2 separate regions of the Mus musculus genome follow, and region 2 is linked to region 1. The links are chromatin contacts, called in public promoter capture Hi-C maps. All regions are on one chromosome and are shown on one strand. The core of a region is the stretch at or near the end of the contact, and the rest is flanking DNA. Distances in the headings are between cores, read along the strand shown. Region 1 holds the start of 4930547E08Rik (RIKEN cDNA 4930547E08 gene). Region 2 holds the start of Cstf3 (cleavage stimulation factor, 3' pre-RNA, subunit 3).

Evidence for each region. Promoter capture Hi-C pulls out the DNA fragments that hold promoters and counts their contacts.
Region 2: a contact with region 1 is called in a promoter capture Hi-C map of liver, with 2.7 times the contacts expected there. The contact joins the promoter of Cstf3 here to the promoter of 4930547E08Rik in region 1. A contact is called at or near these places in 3 of 39 promoter capture datasets (hippocampal neurons, liver and pre-B cells) and 3 of 115 datasets of contacts at active chromatin or transcription factors (all in embryonic stem cells).

The regions. Positions count from the first base shown.
Region 1 is chr2:103,808,377-103,812,960 of GRCm38.p6, reverse strand. 4930547E08Rik (RIKEN cDNA 4930547E08 gene) reads left to right here and starts at 2,339. Exons shown (of 4, transcript NR_040514.1): 1 at 2,339-2,488.
Region 2 is chr2:104,588,028-104,592,611 of GRCm38.p6, reverse strand. Cstf3 (cleavage stimulation factor, 3' pre-RNA, subunit 3) reads right to left here and starts at 2,128. Exons shown (of 21, transcript NM_145529.3): 1 at 1,910-2,128. The coding sequence starts at 1,936.

The DNA of each region.
Region 1 (4,584 bases), core at 1,090-3,589:
TAGACTGGTGGCCTCAGAACTGACACCTATAAAATAGTGACAGCCTTTAATCCTAGCACTCGGGAGGCAGAAACAGGCAGATCTCTGAGTTTGAGGCCAGCCTGGTCTACACAGTTAGTTCCAGGACATCCAGCAACCACATGGTGGCTCACAACCATCTGTAATAGGATGTGATTACACACCTCTTCTGGTGTGTCTGAAGAGAGCAATACTGTACTCACATACATTAAATAAATAAGCAAATCTTTAAAAAACATACATACATACACACACACACACACACACACACACACACAATATGGATCAGTTCTCAAAAGCATTGAAGAAAATCTACTCCCTGAGGCATCAAACATTAATTTAAAATTTAATCATTATGTAAAAATAGGCAGAAACATCACTCTCATTATGCAAATTTTCTTTTTATCTTTAATAAATTACATATTTACCAAAGAATTGTTTTCTTGTTTCAGTGGTACTCGGGAGTTGAACTGGGAAAGCATGCTATCATTGAACTATAGCCCCAGGTCAAAGAACTAGTTTTAAATACACTTCTTTGGGGTTTATTTTGAATAAATATTTGATTTGTGTCCAGTGGTATGTTGGAGAAGGCAGTTGGTATGGTGTACACCAGCTTACTAGTTGACTGATAAATTTTCAGGCTATCTGATGGTTGTGGAAACAGTCATTATGTATTATCAATAAGGTATATTTAAAACTACATAGAAATCAATGCATTAAGTATGGGTGCTTATCAATAAACTACATTTAAAACCAAGTTAATAAACACTCAAAACTTGTCAGGCCTGGTGGCACAGCCCTGTAATCCCAGCTACTTATAGGGCTGAGGCAAAATGATCTTAAGTTTCAAGGTCAATCTGAATAATTTAGAGAGCCCTCTTTTTTTTTTTTTTTTTTTTTCCTTTCAAAATCAAAAGGGCTAGAGGTCATGGTTCACTAGTTGAGAACTTGTCTGGCAGGCTTAGAGCCCCAGTACCAGGACTGCCTCAGTACCATAAAATGTAGAGGTGGCTCTGCAGTTAAGAGAGTTTGCTGCTCTTCCAGAGGATCTAGGTTTGATTCCCAAAATCCATATACTAGTTCCCACCACCTACTGTAATTCCAGGTCCAGAGGATCTTCCTCTGGATGCTACAGGCACCAGGCAAGCACACAGAACACAGGCAGTTACACACATAAAAAAACAAAAACACGAAAACCAAAAAGTAAATATTCCCTGTTGGAGAATGGCTCATTAGTCATTAAGGAAGACCTGATGGCTTTTTTTTTTTTTTTTTTTTTTTTTTTTTTTTTTGTGGCGCCACCTAGGCCCTCACCTGAGTCAAGACGGAGCTGCGTATCTCCTTCCCTGCCACTGGCTGTCAGAGACCCAATGAAGTGGATGGTGAACACAGATTTCATACTTTCTGAGAAGTGCATGGTCACAGAAGTAGCTGCCGGTACTCTGGTGAAGAGTGGAAGGGTTGTGTAGTTGGAATCTGTGGTAGGGACAACAAAAAACTTTCCCATGAAGCAAGGCATCTTGGTCCACATCATAGTGTACCTGCTGTTGAGTAAGAGGAGTTCTTGTTAGAGACTAACCAGAACTGGAGAGAGGAAGTGCAAATCTATTCAGGAATGTGTTACAGATGCCAACCTCAGTGTTCTTAATTGGTTTATTGGGGATAAAAGGAGAAATATATTCTCTGAGTGACAGGTGTTACTGTGCCTCAGCAGTTAGGGCCCAGAAGAGCTAGTAGAATCCAAAAACATTTCATTCCCTCTAAAAGGGATGATGTCCTTACCTGGGTGTGGTGGTGCTTGCCTTTAATTCCAGCACCCAGGAGGCAGAGATAGACGAGATGATCTCTGCGTTCAAAACCCGCCTGGTCCATCCTGGTCTACAGAGTTCTAAGACATCCAGGATCACAGAAAAACCATGCCTTGAAGGAAAAAAAAAATGATGTCTGCCAATATGTCCTCAGAAAGCCCTTAAAAAGAAAAGAAGCCCAGAACCAAAGCACCCAAGACTCATCATCTTGTCAATCCACATACTCTGTAACACAAACACCAACTTGTTGTGTAGGGGGCGGGGCCGATGCTAAGGGCCTGGTCTCCAATTGGTTCATTTTTGTTGTTGTTTGTTTGTTTGCTTGTTTGTTTCGAGACAGGGTTTCTCTGTATAGCTCTGGCTGTCCTGGAACTCACTTTGTAAACCAGGCTGGCCTCAGAAATCCTCCTGCCTCTGCCTCCCAAGTTCCAATTGGTTCTTGATCTGTCAGTAAGGAAATCCATGGGCCAATTGCTGGGCGGAAAAGAGAGGTGGGATTTCCGGTCCCAGAAGACAGACCAGTCATAAGGGAGGAGAACAAAGTTCAACAAGCTTTGGAAAGAAGAGAATCGGGCAACCACGTGAGATCTCAAAGTGGAGTGGCTACACAGACCACTCCTACAGGCTGTTGGTCTGGGGAGTTTAGTAATTGTGCCAAGAAGGCAAGTTGAAAAGGAAGTACTGTGTGTGTGTTTTATCTGCGGATTCAAGGGAAGCTGGTACTGGGCTGGTTGTGCGGTCACTTCCCGGAGCTAAAGGCAGGTAGAGCTTAAAAATGACCTACACTCCTATACTTCATCTACAAATTGGGATCCCTAGTATTCTCTCTGGGATTCAATTAATTTGCCAAAAATGGTTCACTGAAAATCAGGTAAACATTTTGAACTCTGATAGAGGATATAGTGAAGGATTCACGTAAACACCCAGACAAAAAGATTATCAAATTAATTCAAAGGATCACACGCTGCCAGAGGAGAGGGACTCAGAGAATCACAAAGGTCTTAGGGTTCTGTGAAAATACAAATATCAAAGACCCAGTATCAGACCTGGGCAGTGGTGGTGCATGCCTTTGATCCCAGCACTTAGCACTTAGGAGTCAAAGGCAGGTAGATCTCTGTGATTTTGAGGCCAGCTTTGTCTATAAAATGAGTTCTGGGACAACCAAAGTTACACAGAGAAACTCTGTCTCAAAAAGCCAAAGTCAGCCAACCAACAAACCAACCAAACAAGCAAAGGACCCAATAGCACTCTGGCCCTGCGGTGGTGGCCCATGCCTTTAATCCCAGCACTTGAGAGGCAGAGGCAGGCGGATTTCTCAGTTCGAGGCCAGCCTGGTCTACAAATGTGAGTTCCAGGACAGCCAGGGCTATACAGTGAAACCCTGTCTCAAAAACAAACAAAAACAAACCAAACAAACAAACAAAAAAAAGAATCTCTCTGGACCCTCGGCAGTTCAACAGGGAGCAGGAAGAAGAGCTAATATGTGTTTACAACCTCACACTCACATAACCCTTTCCTCCTGAGAGCTGGTTGTTAAACTTGCCCTATGGTTGCCTTGGTATATTTCTAGACTTATAGTCTGGGAAAGATAAAACCCTCAAGTTTTGGAAGTTAATAAAATCCTGTCATGTTAGATGTTGATAGCACAAAATGCCCATGGTCAGAGACTAAAAACCAAACAACAACAACAACAACAAAACAAACAAACAAACTCCCCATCCATCCCCAAAACATGGGCTTGTTTCTGCGTGCTGCAAAGGAAAAGGAAAGTGAAGGTTCTAGATCTGTGCGAGGCTGCATATCAACCTCCTTGAATGCAGGTTTCAAAAACTGGGGAGCCTCAAGAGATGGCTCGTCGTTAGTTAAAAGTACTTTGTACTTTTTACTCTTTGTACTTTTTACTCTTGCAGAGAATGAGATTTCAGTTCCCAGTGCCCAAGTCTGGCATCTTGTAACCAACTCTAACTCTAGCTCTGATGTCCTCTTCTGGTCATCATTGGCACACACAGACACACACACACACAGAGACACAGACACACACACAGAGAGAGAGAGAGACAGAGAGAGAGAGAGAGAGAGAGAGAGAGAGAGAGAGAGAGAATAAATCTTTAAAATATTGAAGTCTAGGCCAGTAAGATTGTTCATCAGACAAAGGTACCAAGCCTGGCAACTTGAGTTTGATTCCTGAAGAGGTAATAGAGAAATTATAAAGAAATCCTACAATCTCCACATGTTCATTAGGGGATGTGTATCAATGTGTATATATATATATATATATATATATATATATATATATATATATATATATATATATGCATATTCTCTCTCTCTCTCTCTCTCTCTCTCTCTCTCACACACACACACACACACACACACAGGAACTATGACAGAGAATTCAGGGCAACCCTGGGTACTGACCTTCAACCCCAGCTGGAGTGTAGAACTGGAGTTCAGTGCTTAAAGACACAGTACCAGAAACACCATGTGGAGCAGGAAGCATGCTCCCAGAATTCAGATTGCTGCAGAGTGAACAGGCAATGGTCAGAAACAGGTGTCAGGAAACATGAGCATGGGCCTTTGGGTTTGACTTTTCTGCTGCAAAGCTGGAGAAGCCAAGTAGGTCTGATGCCAAGAGAAAGCTTTGAACTTTAGTTTTTTATTCTGATGAGGTAGGGGAAGCTTAATTTTTAAAAAAGAGAAGAGGGGAGGGAGAAATGGGGAAAGAAACCAAGGAGGCAAGGGGCAATTAACAAGGTCT
Region 2 (4,584 bases), core at 879-3,378, 780 kb before region 1:
GTGTGTGTGTGTGTGTGTGTGTGTGTGAGAGAGAGAGAGAGACAAAACCTGTAACCCTGAGAGAGAGAGAGAGAGAGAGAGACAGACAGACAGACAGACAAAACCTGTAACCCTGCTGGATTTGGTGAAAATTATAATGAGTGTTCATGAGTTTTCCCTTCAACTTTTGTTGTAAACTGCACAATAAAATTCAAAGGAGGAATGCCTGTTACAGATGCTGAAGCTGAAAGATTGCAATGAGTTCAAGACCTGCCTGAGTTGCACAGTACTCCTAGATTAAAAAAGAAAAAAAAAAGGCTAGATGTGCATGTACCATCTTTACTCCTAGCACTCAGCAAGGCAGAGGTTCAAAGCCAGACTGGTCTATGTAGCAAGTTCCATGCCAGCCAGGCCTACATAGGGGCAACTGTCAAAATAAAAGGGGTTTGGAGAATGGAGGTTTATAAAGTCTCATCACAGTTCTCATAGAAAACATCACACACTGTGTTACTAAGGCTTTTAACTCAGTGGTTGATTGCTTCCCTGCATGCATAAGGCCCGGGGTTCAACCTCTAGCTGGGGTGGAGCAGGATGACCCACAACAAAAACTAAAACCCGCATAGTTCTAAAACAAAAGCATGGCAAATTTTTGTCTTTACAAATTTATATAAAACAGTGAATTTCAGACACATCCAATGAAACCTCAACACCACTCCTTCACTTTCAGAAAATAAAAATGCCAGCCCGGTAAGAGTAGAGTAAAATAAACAGTTTTAGAAAAATAGTTCAAAGACACTGCATTCGTGGGCACCCTGACTTTAGATAAAATGCAAAAGCACTGCCAAGACTTGGAATTAAATTGGTCCTCAAGCGTTTCAGTCACCAAAGTAATTAAGTTCTAATTTGCCTACACTTCATTAACATACAGTCCTATTTTACCTCATCTGTCAACCTCCAATAATTTCTATTTTATTAGCTGGGGATTTGGGAAAAAGAAAAGAAATAAAAATACAAGCGTATTTCATTGCTATAGCAATAAGAAATTTAGGACTTTGTTTTCTTTTAAAACTAAATATACGTGGATCAAGATCAAAACACACACCTTTCAAAAACTCAGTTTTGTTTTTTACAGTAAAAGCCAAACACTAGCCTACAAAATTTAGGATATAAAAGAGCAAAAGAACCAAACATGGAGATGGACGCCTGGAGGCCAAGGAAGCAATCCTGTCAGAAGGTCCTGCCTAGTCAGGGCTACACTGTGAAAACCTATCCAAAACAAACAAACAGCCAAACAGCAAAAGGGTGAGATCTCCTATCTAAAAGTCCCATTTGTAAAATACTTATGTATCATTCATATCTAACCATCCAAACAGATGGTGCCTACAGTGACTAAAGCACATTTCGAGTTTTCAGTTTACCAAATTCTGCAATGTTTGCGTGGTCGTAAAAGCAAAAATAAAGTGTTCCTAAACGAGAGGGGAAGAAAGCGAATCCACAAAATTCCCCCAAAGCTCGGAAGAGCCGTGGCTCTTTTTACCTTCGCTCTCTCGGGGGCCGAATTTTCCAGACTGATTTCGTTATTTCTGGGGACAGAGGACTGGGGGGCAGACGAGGAAAACACTGCCAGCGCAGATACACGTTAGAACAATCTGGGACTACCGGAACACTAAAGTGGTATGAAATACACCGTCCCGACCGAAGAAACTGCAATGGCCAGGGCGAAGCGACGTCTCTGCCATTGTCTAAGTCCCATACTTATTCGTACGAACGCCACAGAGAAGCCCAAACCTGGGAGACTTCGGGGGATGCGCTCCCGATCCCCGGGCTCACTAGCTCTTCAGGGCCCTTGCTCACGCGAACGGGGTGCTCGCACCCACAGGGCTAGAGAGAGAAGAGGTCGCCACGAGGCCCCACCGCTCCCGTTCCTCACCTGCTCCGCGGCTGCGTCTCCTGACATGGCCTCGGGGGACTACAACGTACGCACCAGCCGGCAAAGGGAAGCTAGAAAAGGAAAATTAAACTAAAGGCAAACCCCACCAAAACCAGGAACACTACCCCTGTCCCTCAGAGCCAAAGCCGCCGCCAAATCCGCTGCCGCCGCCGCCGCCGCCGCCGCCCACTCAGATTTGAATTAAAATGGCTGCGCCCCAGCCGGCAGAGGGGGTGTGAGGCGCTTCCGTATTCACTTCCGGGACAGTGGGCGGGGCTGAGGCTTAACTCCCGGATTATTGGAGGTGCACAAGCGCAGAGCGCTCCCAGAGGGCGGGCTCAGTGCGTGAGCTAACGTCACGCCCGGAACTGATGACGCCGCTGTCCAGATTTCCGAGGCCGGCCGGAAAGATCCACCCGATTGGCCTGGGAGCTCCCGCGCTTCTTGGAATTTCACGACTGAGTTGCAGAGCCGAGCTCCTCCCTGCTGAAGCCTGACTGCCAATCCGCTCTGTACAGGCAAACTGACCATTTTAGGGAATAGCGTTGAGAGTTAGTGAATACCTCTCGTGTTTCGGGAATAAGGAGTCTACTAACGCGTTCTGTACGTTTTCTTTTCTTGGGGAGGAGAGGAACACATCAAGTCTGTTTTTTGTTTTTTTGTTTTTTTGTTTTTTTGTTTTTTGTTTTTTTTTTTTTACTTTTGCTGTCACCGTTCACTATTAGACCGGGGATTTTAGTTTAGCGTCTCACCACGATCTCTTATCTGCAAAATTGCGTTGATAGTGGCGAAGGAATGTTGCTTTGCATCCAGACTTCTCACCTACTATAGAGGAGTAGACTGGGCAATTTGCATTATCTGCGTCTCTGTTTCCTTGCCTAAAGATAGGAATAGCAACAGCAGCTAAGATTTAACTTAAAAGGTAAAAGCTCTTATTTGGCTTACGAGTAACCAGGAGGTTATTGAGCGGTGGTGGCACAAGTCTTTAATCACAGTACTCGGGAGACAGAGGCTGGATGGATCTCTGAGGGCAGCCTGGTGTGTAGAGCCCACGGACGAGGGCCATACAATGAGATGCATATATCTTTTTAAGCAAATAGATGCATGAATCAAATGTACATATATTGAGTCACTGCAACATTTGATAATGGAGTCTGAATATTTCAGAAGTCTCCCTCAATGGGGCGTTACTCTTTTAAACTGTTGCTGATGTGACTGACTTAGAAAAATATCCACAATGAGCCAGGATGGTTCAAAGAGTGGAGGTGCTTGCCGTGATGGCCAAAAAACTTGAGTTTGATCCTGGCATCCAATGAGTTGACAGGATAGAACCGACTCCAGGAAGTTATTCCTTGACCTCCACACATGCACTATGGCTTGCAAACTCCTGCACTTACAAACACACAGGCACTCACAAGATAAATATATAAATCTAAAAATAGCCACAAAATTAAGCCAGAAATATAAAATAGCTTATGTGTATATATGTGTGCATGTGTGTGTGCACGCCTATGCGTGCGTGTATTCATCAAAACATTTAAAGAGGTTATTGTTAATGTCACAGATGCAAGGAGAAAGACCACCAACCCAAATCATGATCAAGTTAATTAAAGCAAGACTTTTTTTTTTTTTTTTTTTTTTCATGCACACAGGCTGTCTCTAAGGTCTGGGTCCAAGAGATCAGCCTTGGATGTGGGGAAGATACAGGTGTTTATAGTTCAAGAGTAGAGAGTTGTCAAATGGAAGATTTTGCAGGCAAATAAGAGAGGCTACGAAGCAGAACATAACAAGCTGGTCATAACCTGAAACAAAGTCATGGCTGCCAGGTGATAATAACAAGGTGGTCAAAAGAAGGTGATCATAACAGCAGGTGAGCACAATACACTTCTGAAACAAAGGTGCGGTTGCCAGGTGATCAGAACTAACCCCTGAAACAAAGGTGCGGTTGCCAGGTGATCAGAACTACCCCCTGAAACAAAGGTGCGGTTGCCATTTCCTGGAATAGGCCATATAAAACCATTAGTAGTTAAAATAATAGGTGAGGCATAGCCCAATCCGTGAGAAACAAAGATCCAATCTTAAACAGGAATGGCTTGTCTTTATTATAAGATGGCTTTCAAGTCTAAAATGGAGGCAGGCTGGTTTATGCTATCTCTAGGTTTTATGTTACATGTTGGGGGTGTTGTCTTTTTGTTGTTTCGGTTTTTGATTTTTTTTTTCTTGTTGTTGTTTTGTTTTTGTTTTGAGACAGAGTTCAACCTATGTAGTCCATGCTGGCCTCAAGCTCACTGAGATCTATTTATTTGCCTCTGCTTCATGAGTGCTGGGACTAAAGGCATGTGCCTCCACCACCCATCAGGTTTTGTCTATTTTAATTTTCTTTTTACATTTATTATTTGTTTTTGTGTGTTCAGCCAACCTATGGGAATCTGATCTCTCCTTTCAATGTAAATGCCTCTAGGATGAAACTCAGGTCGTCAGGCTTGATGGCTGTCATCATTACCCACTAAGTCCTTGCTGGTCCTTTGCATTTGTATTTGAGACAAGAGTCTCATGTAGCTTGAACTCCTTATTCTCTTGACTCCACTTGTAGAATAATGGGTCTGGAGGCATACCATTATATCTGTTAGATCACAGATGATCTTGCCAGACTACAAGAACCCACCATTCCGTAT